Regions from separate parts of the Mus musculus genome. Here region 2 is linked to region 1. The links are chromatin contacts, called in public HiChIP or PLAC-seq maps. All regions are on one chromosome and are shown on one strand. Each heading gives the region's core, a stretch centred on a gene start, on an enhancer-like site or on the middle of the called end of the contact. The rest is flanking DNA. Distances are from core to core; before and after follow the strand shown. Region 1 has its middle 5.2 kb from the start of Gm40874. Region 2 overlaps Atxn7l1 (ataxin 7-like 1).

The links. HiChIP or PLAC-seq counts read pairs in DNA pulled down with a chosen protein or histone mark.
Region 2: a contact with region 1 is called in an H3K27ac HiChIP or PLAC-seq map of embryonic fibroblasts, with 3 times the contacts expected there. The contact joins two enhancer-like sites. A contact is called at or near these places in 5 of 115 datasets of contacts at active chromatin or transcription factors (embryonic fibroblasts, embryonic stem cells and stem cell-derived neural progenitor cells).

Annotation. Positions count from the first base shown.
Region 1 is chr12:32,988,355-32,993,225 of GRCm38.p6, forward strand. No RefSeq gene overlaps it. Among named protein-coding and RNA genes, the nearest start is that of Gm40874, 5.2 kb to the right of the region's middle. Within about 2 kb of position 1,662, at least 33 of the 459 cell types and tissues checked have an H3K27ac peak or open chromatin away from gene starts, as enhancers often do. A contact at or near this core is called in embryonic fibroblasts, where this site is marked.
Region 2 is chr12:33,283,059-33,288,478 of GRCm38.p6, forward strand. All of the region lies in intron 3 of Atxn7l1 (ataxin 7-like 1), which reads left to right. Among named protein-coding and RNA genes, the nearest start is that of Gm38649, 27 kb to the left of the region's middle. Within about 2 kb of position 2,468, at least 85 of the 459 cell types and tissues checked have an H3K27ac peak or open chromatin away from gene starts, as enhancers often do. A contact at or near this core is called in embryonic fibroblasts, where this site is marked.

The DNA.
Region 1 (4,871 bases), core at 412-2,911:
ATGGGTGCAGTGGTGCTGAATATGTTATACAGCTAAGCAACTCTTTTCTGGCTGGATTTAAGGACCGATCCACAGGAGAAAACTCATGCCTCCAAAGATGCAGGGTTGGGGAGTTCAAAGACCCCCAGGGTGAACCTGCTACTCTTATTTTACTAAACATAATATCAATACTTTGCTCTAAATTTGTATCTCTCTACCCATAGATTAGCTCAACACCCAGGCCTCATCACAGAAGTTTCTTTGTGTGGTGGACAATGGATAATGCAGAAACTCGTAACCGATCAAAGCACAGAGAATAAATGTCAGCACAGTGCTCAGCCACAGATGGGGCGTCTGCATCCCCCTCTCCCCAGCTCAGGGACCATCTCTGAAGGCCGGTGGAAAGATTTGAAGAGCCGGAAGTCAGGGAGGACCAGAAAAAAACAGTGTCTTCTGAACATGGCAGAGTCACTGCCATCATGAACTCATAGCCACTGCATATGATGCTGTGCACAGGTGCCTGCACAGGACCCCCAGAAGAGAGTGAGCATCCCTTATCCAAAGTGTCTGGAACCAAGTGGTTTGGAGTTCAGACATTTTGGTTGGGCGGTCTTTGAAGAGTGAACACTTGAAGAGAAGACAAGGGTGTTTGGTCATGCACTTATAAAAGGGAAGCATCTTGGCAGAGGGAAAGGCAAGACAAAGGTGCAGAGGTGAGAGGATGTGCATCAGAGATCATTCAGGAGGAAGTGACATATGAGTGTTATAGAATATGGCATTTATTTAGAAGATTAGATCTGAAACCATGGTGGATGTAGTGGCTTGAATATGCTTGCCCCATGGGAAGAGAGACTATTAGCAGGCGGGGCCATATATATATATATATATATATATATATATATATATATATATATATATATATAGCCTTGTTTGAGGTAGTGTGTTACTGTGGAAACGGGAGTTTAAGGTCCCGTATATATGCTCAACTCTGACCAGTGTGATCCAGACCATCCTCCTCGATGCCTACATAAGACAGTCTCCTTCCGGTTGCCTTTGGATCAATGCGTAGAACACTCAGCTCCTTTTCCAGCACCATATCTGCCTGCCTGCTGTCATGCTTTCCACCATGATGATAATGGACTTAACCTCTGAAGCTGTAAGGCAGCCCCAATTAAATATTTCCTTTATAAGAGTTCCCTTAGCCACGGTGTCTCTTCACAACAATGAAACGCTAAATAAGACAGTGGGGAACCAATGGGAGAGTGCCTCTGCTTTGAGCAACAGATCCAAAGTCCTGGTAGACCAGCAGGACCAGCAGTCTGGGAATATAAAGCAGGGGAACTAAAAACTAGAGAAAAGCAGGACTCTGTGAAGTCTAATTGGAGCCCGTGAGAACCTAGATGGACACCTTAGAACTGGCTCAGTCTCTGTGCCTCCGCTCAGTCACACAGGAGAACAGCTGCCCTTTGCAGAGCGCCACATTCCGCGCTCAGGATGCCGGGAAGGTAAAGGCAATCTGGCAGCTCTGTCCCCATCAACAGAGAAAGTGACACAGATCAGCAGCAAGCCATGTGAGCTGCTGCAGCGCCCGGTTTCCTCCCACGTGATCTGCTACAGTGCTCGGCTTCCTACAGTGGCCTGCACAGCCCGTTAACAACTGTTTCATTGCTGCATTCCACTCTCCTTACCCTGTTGTCTAAAAAGAACAGAGATCAAGAGCCAGCAGGAATTCTAGGCGGTGTGATTCAGCTTAACTAAACTGACACGCCTTAAAATCAGGAACTGCAAAGATGTCAGTGTGGCCAGACAGGGGTGAGTTCGGGGCTAACTGGTAAGGGATGACTACAGAGTATGTTCTGAATGAACCATACCTGAATAAACATCTGAATAAACACAGGTGACTTCTTCCAACTGTGCCTAGAAGCAACTCACTAAATGTAGTGCTGTAGTTTTCCAGGCTGAAGAAACGCCATCAAGAAATATAGATAGAGGGCTAAGGAATAACACTGGTAATGAAAATTTTAACAAATGCTAGAATTTCCCTTTGAAAACATGGGTATCTGAGAAGAAGTAACCCATGATTTGGTCCTAAGTAATGGGGGTGAGTGGGTGTGGCCTGGAATAGGACCTTGAGTTCAGGAAATAGGACTAATCTATGAGTTGAGGAAGCCCCTCCCCTCCATTCCCTTCCCCCCTCCCGACCCCCACACTTTATAATGTTGCTTGCTTTTGTAATTTCATGGGAGGGCTTAAGGCTTGCAGATACCCATTTAAGACTAACCTCATGACCTAGCTCAGTGTCAGAACGTCAGCTAGATGTGGTAGAGCTCATGGTCACTGGGTACCTTCTTGGAGTCACTTGCAGCTATGTGTGGCTTTGTGGCTAAGCAGAGGATCTCCTTGGTGCTGGAATTGCAAGTGGATATCACCAAGGTGGCTTTTTAATGTAGGTTCAAGGAATTGAAGTAATATTCTCTTACTGGCTTAGGCAAATACTTTGCAAAGAAGTCTTCTCGTCCCCAGTTGTCTTAGTGTTCTATCGCTGTGAGGAGATGCCATGACCACAGCAACTTGTATAAAGAAACATTTCACTGGAGCTGGCTTACAGTGCAGAGGTTCAGTCCATTATCATCATTTCAGGAAGCATGGGCAGACATGGTGCTGGAGAGGTAGCTGAGACTTCTACATCCAGATAGGCAGGTAGTGACACACTGGGCCTGGCTTGAGCATCTGAAACCTAGCTCAACCCCCTGTGATACACTTCCTCCAACAAAGCCACACATGTTCCAACAAGCCCACAGCTCCTAGCAGTACCACTCGCTATGGGTCTATGGGAGACATTTTTGAAAAGCAGTGAATATCAAGCACCAATGTAGGAGGAAAAAGGGTATGATTGACAGGTTAGGACAGAGTAGAGGCTGTTGCTTCTCCGGCAGAGATAGTAGGAGTGGATGGGGGGGGACAGGGGGGATTGTCAGCCTCTAGCTGTCTAGAGCGGTCTAGTTCAGGATTGTCAGCCTCGTTGTGTTCATCATTGCATGAGAGTGACGCAAAGGCAAAAGACCAGCTGTACACTAATAAGAGTGGACCGTTCATTGAGAATGTTTATCAATACTTCAACATATTTCAGTGAATTTTTTTAAAAGCGTATGTCCATGAGAACTGTAAAAGAATTTTCCCTCAATCCCACTACCCAAAGGCAGCAAACAGTTCCTTAAACATTGAGCTAATGACCTGGAACATGCTTTCAAATGAAGTGTGCAGTGTTGCAGTTCTCCTCAACCAATCACCAAGCAGAGCCCTGTGACACTCTCTGCAGTTAAGGCCAGGGGATAGAAAACCTTGGCTCTGAACTTTCAGGATAGAAACAACCACAGTGTCCTGTAAGCCTCTTTAGGAACAGGTTTCCATTTGTTTATTTTAAAATCGAGCTCCAAAATGGTCATCTAAATTCTAGCACTAGAAAGTATTGCAGGCTAAGTGTTCATCTAAGTGCTAACATTTGTCTTAGATCAGGTTTATACTGTCATATGCTTTATAATTTTCTTCTGTGTGATTGTTTATCAAAGTTTTTATATTATACACTCTTCATTTTCCATACTGCAACATAGAAAGCAGTTCTAATTCAGAAAGAGTAACAACAGAAAAAAAGAAAGAAAGAAGGAAGGAAGGAAGGAAGGAAGGAAGGAAGGAAGAAAGGAAGGAAGAAAGATAGAGAGAGAGAGAGAAAGGAAGGAAGGAAGGAAGGAAGGAAGGAAGAAAGAAAGAAAAGAAAGAAAGAAAGAAAGAAAGAAAGAAAGAAAGAAAGAAAGAAAGAAAGAAAGAAAGAAAGAAAGAAAGAAAGAAAATAAAATAAAAGGGTTTCATTTTGCCTAATTTTGTTTTTTGGTCTTTTTTTAGCCTATTCAAGATCCTCCTGCCTCGGACTCTTGAGTGTTACACCATGGTTCATGGAGGTGCTTTAAAAGCAACATCCTTAGACAAGCTCACACACAGTGCTTACCACCTCATAGACAGAGCCTCACAGGTAGTCATGGGATACTGTGTAAAGTAAGTGACCACACATAAAATTCCAAAGAAAACTCATTACTCTAAGTTTCTCCTGTTTCCAACTATCTGAACTTGGGACTGAGGCCTTCCTTCCAACCTCAGGGTTAGTATAAGGGCCTATGGGCTGCCAGCATGCCAAGGTCATGGGTAGCAGTAGGAGGCCACCAGGTGCACACAGTAAGTCTACTTCCACTCTTTTGCTAGCTCTTGGAACACGGGCTCACTGTAAAACGCACAGGGTTCTGATGGGAAACATCGAATCAAATCTGATGTGTTTAATGTCAACTCCCTGATCAGGAATGTGGCTTCAGATGTGAAAAACTTGTTCTCAGGATTGAAAGAACAAACAAAATCTATTTTGTAGAAAACAGTTTTAGGGTGACTTGGTTTGTGTGTGGGCGTTAAGAACAAGAGTACTCTCACTTAGCTTACGGAGCCTCTCAGGCAACAAGGAAAGCTTAACTGAAAGAATGGAAGCTGGTGTGGAATTGCACCTCACTGGAGACTGCCCTGGCACACTCATCCAGCTGGTGGGGTTCTCTTCAGAAAGGGAAAGAACTGCTCTAAGCAGCTCTTGGTCTGCTATTTATTACCACATTTACTGGGAATTTTTCATGCTAATGACTGGGGCTGGCCAGTCACTGAAATTGTAATTACCTAGTCAGTGAAGGACTGTAGATGTTTCTGAAATAGCTGATGACCTGTTGCTGGGCACAATCACTTCACGTTATCATTCCAAAGGCTCTTCATAATCATTTCTGGTTGATCACCCTCTCAGGCTGCCACTCCCCAAATGTCATCTTGAAATCTTTTTGCCCTACAGCGCTCTGAAGACTAAATTA
Region 2 (5,420 bases), core at 1,218-3,717, 300 kb after region 1:
TGTGTATGTCTGTGTGTATCTGTCTTTCTGTGTGTTTGTGTGTGCCTTTATGTCTATCTATGTGTCTGTGTCTCTCTGTGTCTATCTGTGTGCATTTGTCTGTGTGTGTGTGTCTATCTATGTGTATGTCTACGTCTCTGTGTGTGTGTGTGTGTATGTGTGCACGCTGAAAAGTGAATCCAGGCCATTGGTCACATTAGACTTGTGTTTTCCCTTCCCCTGCCTGTGTCTGGTCAGGATGGTCCCACCACTGCAAGCAGTAGCCCAGCTTCAATGGGGCTGGAGGTGGAAGATGCACTTGGCTCAAGAAGGACTAATATGTCACAAGTGTGATCTGTGTTCATAGCCAATTTGTTGCCACTATTCTTCCTTCTCCACCTCCTGGGTGTGCAATGAGGGAACGTTTTTAAAAGCATATCAAGAACCACAGTTTTACCAACTGCTGTTGGGTAACGGATGAAGACCAAGCTGTTCCTTACACGTAAATCTCTTTGGTTCATGAGTGTGTCCCACTTACCCCCTGCCCCCAACACACACCCAGTTTGTTGGTAGAGCTCTTGATTGTCTGGGGGGGGGCGTGGACTCTTGAGTGGGTCTGCAGAACATCTTCAGGTGTTGCTTATATAGCTTATCATTCCACTCAGCCAAGCACAGAACCTCCTCCCTCTATTTGAAAGCTCATTTCTTGGTTTGGCAGACAAAGGAATTCAGGATCATACTATGGTAAGGCATGACAGGAAAGGAAATGGAATTCCAAAAAGTGGGGATGCTCTGAGAATGGCCGAGGCTACTTCTTCCAGAGTGTTTCCTGGGTGCCACATACACGTCACAGGGTTGGCTCCTGTGGGCTCTGGAAGGTAGATACTGTACTCCCATTCCCAGGTGAGGAAGATGAGGTTCCAAGAGGTCAAGTCGCTCATGAGCTTCACTGCAGAGTTGCAGGGCTTACACTGGAGTGAATGGCACTGCCCCATGCCCAGGGGTTACAATGGTGTGACCACTGCTGTAACCAGGATTTTTAGGACATGCCTGTTCTAGTTTACCACACTGCTGTGCCTCCCAAGACATTGTTCTACATAGTAAAATATATATCTAGGTCACATTTGCACTGTTCTTATTGGCTGTTCCTGGGCTAGGCTGTAGCTCAGTGTTAGAGCACCTGGTGACCAAAGGCAAGGCCCTGGGTTCCATTGCCCAACTTCACAGGGAGAGAGAAATGAAGTATATATAAAGCAGACTTGGCAGCTCACACCTGTAGTCCCAGCACTTGGGAGTACAATTGGAGGTCAGGCTGGGTGACAGAAAATTTTAGACCAGCCTGAGATACAGAGTAAATCCTTATCTCAAAGGGAGAGAGGGAGAGAGGGAGAGAGGGAAGGAGGGTGGGAGGGAGAGAGAGAGGGGGGAGAGAGAGAGAGAGAGAGAAAGAGAAAGAGAAAGAAGCTAGATTAGACTACATTAAAACACAGGCAGGGGTCAGTGAAGTCACACATCTAGGCTAAAGCAAGGGGTTTTTATAGAATTTAGGCAAGAAGTGATGACGTGTTAGCTAGGAGCTGGGATTGGGCCCATACATGGTCAGAAACAGAGCCCTTTTGTGGGTGCTCTTGGGTGGGTTGCTGGAAATGGGGAGACAAGGAGTGATGATGTGCTAGCTCAGAGTTTTCTCCAAGTGGGTGGGGGAGTTTCCTCTGTGCGGGCGGGGCCGGAGGAAGGAGGGCAGATGGGGTTTCCCAGCTTGTGCAGGGGACGAGCAGGGTTTCCAGGCTAACCAAGAAAAAGAAAGAAGAGCTAGGGATGTGGCTCGATTGGTAGAATATCTACCTACCGTGTTCCAGCCCTTGGATTTAATCCCTCGCACCTCAAATCTAGGTGTGACAGCACACACCCAGGATTCCAAACCTCGAGCAGTATGGGCTACAGGACCAGGAATTCAGAAATTCAACCTTATCTTTGGCTATCCAGTGAGTTCAAGGCCAGCCTAAAGTGCATGAGATGGGATCTCAAAAAAATAAAGAGGAGGAGGAGGAGAGGGAAGAGGAAGAGAAGAAGAGGAAGAGAAGGAGGAAGAGGAGGAGGGGGAGAGGAAGAGAAGAGGAAGAGAAGGAGGAGGAGGAGAAGAGGAAGAGGAAGAGGAGGAGGAGGAGAGGAAGAGGAAGAGAAAGAGAAGGAGGAGGAGGAGAAGAGGAGAAGAAAGGAATTCCTCTCAGGGTTGCCCTGACCCACACCAATGTACTCTGCCTGTAGCAGGATTAGGAGGAGAGTTTGCAAAGCACAGGCTCCTAAGATTCTGATTCTAGGGTGGCAGGAGCTGCTTGCTTCCTGCTGTTACTGATATTTCACTGCAGAGTTTAGGGTTTATGGCACAGCCCCAAAGCCCAGGGGGTGTGCTGGAGAATGGAGACTGTGGGACTGTTTGGGTTACGGCGACCCTGCTGACTCATGAGTGGCCTGGGTGAGCTGCATGGCCTCTCCACACTCATCTTGAAAGTAAGGCTTTTCCCAGCAGCTACCGCACAGAGCCGTGGGGATTAGCTGAGCTAAGCCATGTGAATTCCTTAAAACTGATAGTTCTTAATCAGGGTTTGCCTTAATTAGTTACAGATAAACTGTGAGGGCCTGGGGTGAATGAAGTGGACTCAGTCACTTCATCTTGGACTCAGACACTTTGAGGTCTTGTCTAGGATGTTCCCTAAGCACTGGGCGCCTTCAACATGATCAGGGCCTCCGTGTCTCGCCAAGCAGAAGGGTTGTTGGACACCCGGCTAGCACCTTGCTGTAGGGGAGAATAATCAGCTTGAATTCAAATACTTATCCCCCAAGGCATTCTGACTTGGGTGTCTGATGCCTATGTCTGTCTGCCATAGTTCAGGTAGGCAGCCTGCCAACCCATCTCCCCTGGGCATTGAGTCACCTGTATTACTACCATGCCTGCTATAGGTTAAAGGCCTCAGGCCTAGCCTCCTTTCCACTGAAGCTCTTTAACTCCTACCTAGTGGATTCCATGAAATCCCCTTGCTGGAATGTGAGGCAGGGTGTTGGCAGTTGTCCACAGGCCTCTGGGCAGTAGCCCCAGCCAGCCACGTCAGTCATTGACCCCTGTGAAGACACTGGCTTCTGGCTGAGGTCCAACACACGTGCTATGTAATCATTGCCCTCAGCCAGCCCAGCACCTTGTTCAGTGGTATAGCATTGTAATTAGATACTGCTGCTGAAGGGTGGTCCGTAGGCCTGGAGCATTGATATCCCCGGATATTCTAAGATGTACATTTTGTTTGTTATTTGGGAATGGGAATATTTAGGAATTGATTCAGGTCAGTTGGCCGTCGTATGCATAACAAGACAGTTTGTTATTCGTAGTTCCCGAGAGGTGGGGCATGCTGTGTGTGCAGCTTAGTATAGGAAATCAATGGCCCCATTAGGAGGCAGGAGCAGAAGAAAGAGAAAATGAAGGCAGAAGCTATTATTGAAGTTTCCATGGAAAGGAATAGGCAGGGCAAAGAGAACTGGGTTAGCACTGACTCGTTTGAGTGATCAAAGTGGGCTTTTAGTGTAAAGTCTCTCCCTTATTGTCTGGGACCTGACCTTGGGGTGGTTAAGGGTGGGAACAGTGGCCAGCGTGTAAGATGGATAAAGCAAGCATCCACTGAGGATTGGAGCTCCGAGGTTTGCACATGTCAGGTACATTTGCAGGCCAGTTCCTTAGCCTCTCCAGAAAGTCATGGTCCTGTGTAAAACGGCGAAACATTAAAAATAAAGACAATACAGTACGATGAGAACACATTGACACACAGATTCCCGGACCCTTTAAACAAGGGCTGTGGGTATAACTTGAGAAGCCCTGCACCCGCTGAGATGTTGGGGATTGTGAAGTACTGGTGTCTGGAGTTCATCGGTGTGCCGTTTAGAATCATGACTGTGTGAGACTAAGGACACCACCAAAGGGCTGAACCCCTAAATGGAGAGCAAAGAGAATGCCCTACCACGTTCTACTGTCTTCTCCCTCTGGAGAGTGCACTAATATTCTTTTCGTTGTTATGAATGGTGAGCACCCTATTTATGCTTGGTACCATGTGCAAACAGATGATACAAACTTATTTATGTATTTATGCAGCAAAACTTACTTAGGAGTGAGGAAACTTACCAGATCATCAGGGGATAAAGATAAAAGCCAATATTAAGATCTCATTTTACAATGAAAGCCTTGGTCAGTAAATTATGCAGTGACACCCTAGTTTCCTTCACCCTGAAATGGTAAACCCTCATTTTTTCCTGAGGGGAAATAGTAATAATAATCTCACACACACACACACACACACACACGCACACCACACACACGCACACACACACACACACCCTGGCTGACCAGTGTGACTCACATGTAGGAGCCCTGCCTGGTACCTGTGGATGAATGAGGAGGCAGTTAGCTAGCTATAATGACAGGAAGAGACACTTTAAAGCATCCAGTATTTGGGAATAAGGGAAGATGTAAAATCATTCCATTGAATCCCTTTTGTTAGGTTAGGTTAGGTTAGGTTAGGTTAGGTTAGGTTAGGTTAGGTTTGACTTGTTATTAGGGTGTGGGGGAGGAGGGGGATCAAAGTCTCCAGAGCCTCCCATTAGGTGAGCACTCTGCCACTGAGCCACAGCTCTGCCTGCCATCTCCCACTCCATTTTTTAAGGACAATGGCTTAGAGGCCTAAAAGCCTGGTAACTTGCATGAAGCTCCAAGCCTCCAGGGCAGGTGCAGGACAGCAGGATTCAGGGCCATCCATTCCCCAAGCCTCCGTGGAGTTTCCCCTCCTGCTTGCTCCCTTCTTGCCACAGCCCCTCCTTCTTCTTAGATCAGAGCCAAAACCTTGTACCCAGTCCAGACAGTGCTGACACCAGCAGCAGCAGATTTTATTTCTGTGCTTTATTTATTTACGACGGCCTTGTTGTAAAAGGATTTAAAGCTGCTTGAAAGTTGTGAACAGCAGAGTGGGACAGAATAAATTGCAAGTAACTGAGAAAGAAGATGAGGCAAAAGAATACAGTAGAAACCTGGCCACCGCACTCCTGCTTCTGCTGTGGGAGTAGCTGGCCAAGTTCAAAGAGGTGGGGGACCGGTTTGTTTTGTTTTGTTTTGTTTTGGTATTTATGGTCCCTTTTCTTCAAATATCAGTTGATATTTTTTCCGGGCTGGTTTTAAAAGATCTTCCCCTTTGGTGACATGGATTCTTTGAAATGGTATTGAGAACCTTAGGAGCTCTCTGGCGGGAGGCATATTCGCAAGTTTGACTGGCATGCTGGTTGTTGCAATAGCAGAGGTGGTGTTCTAGCTGCTTAAAACCAAGTGAGGAAGGAGAGGTGGGCTTTACCCACAACATTCAGCACATTAGATCATCCAGAACGGGTGGCCTTCCTGACTCCATTGTCCT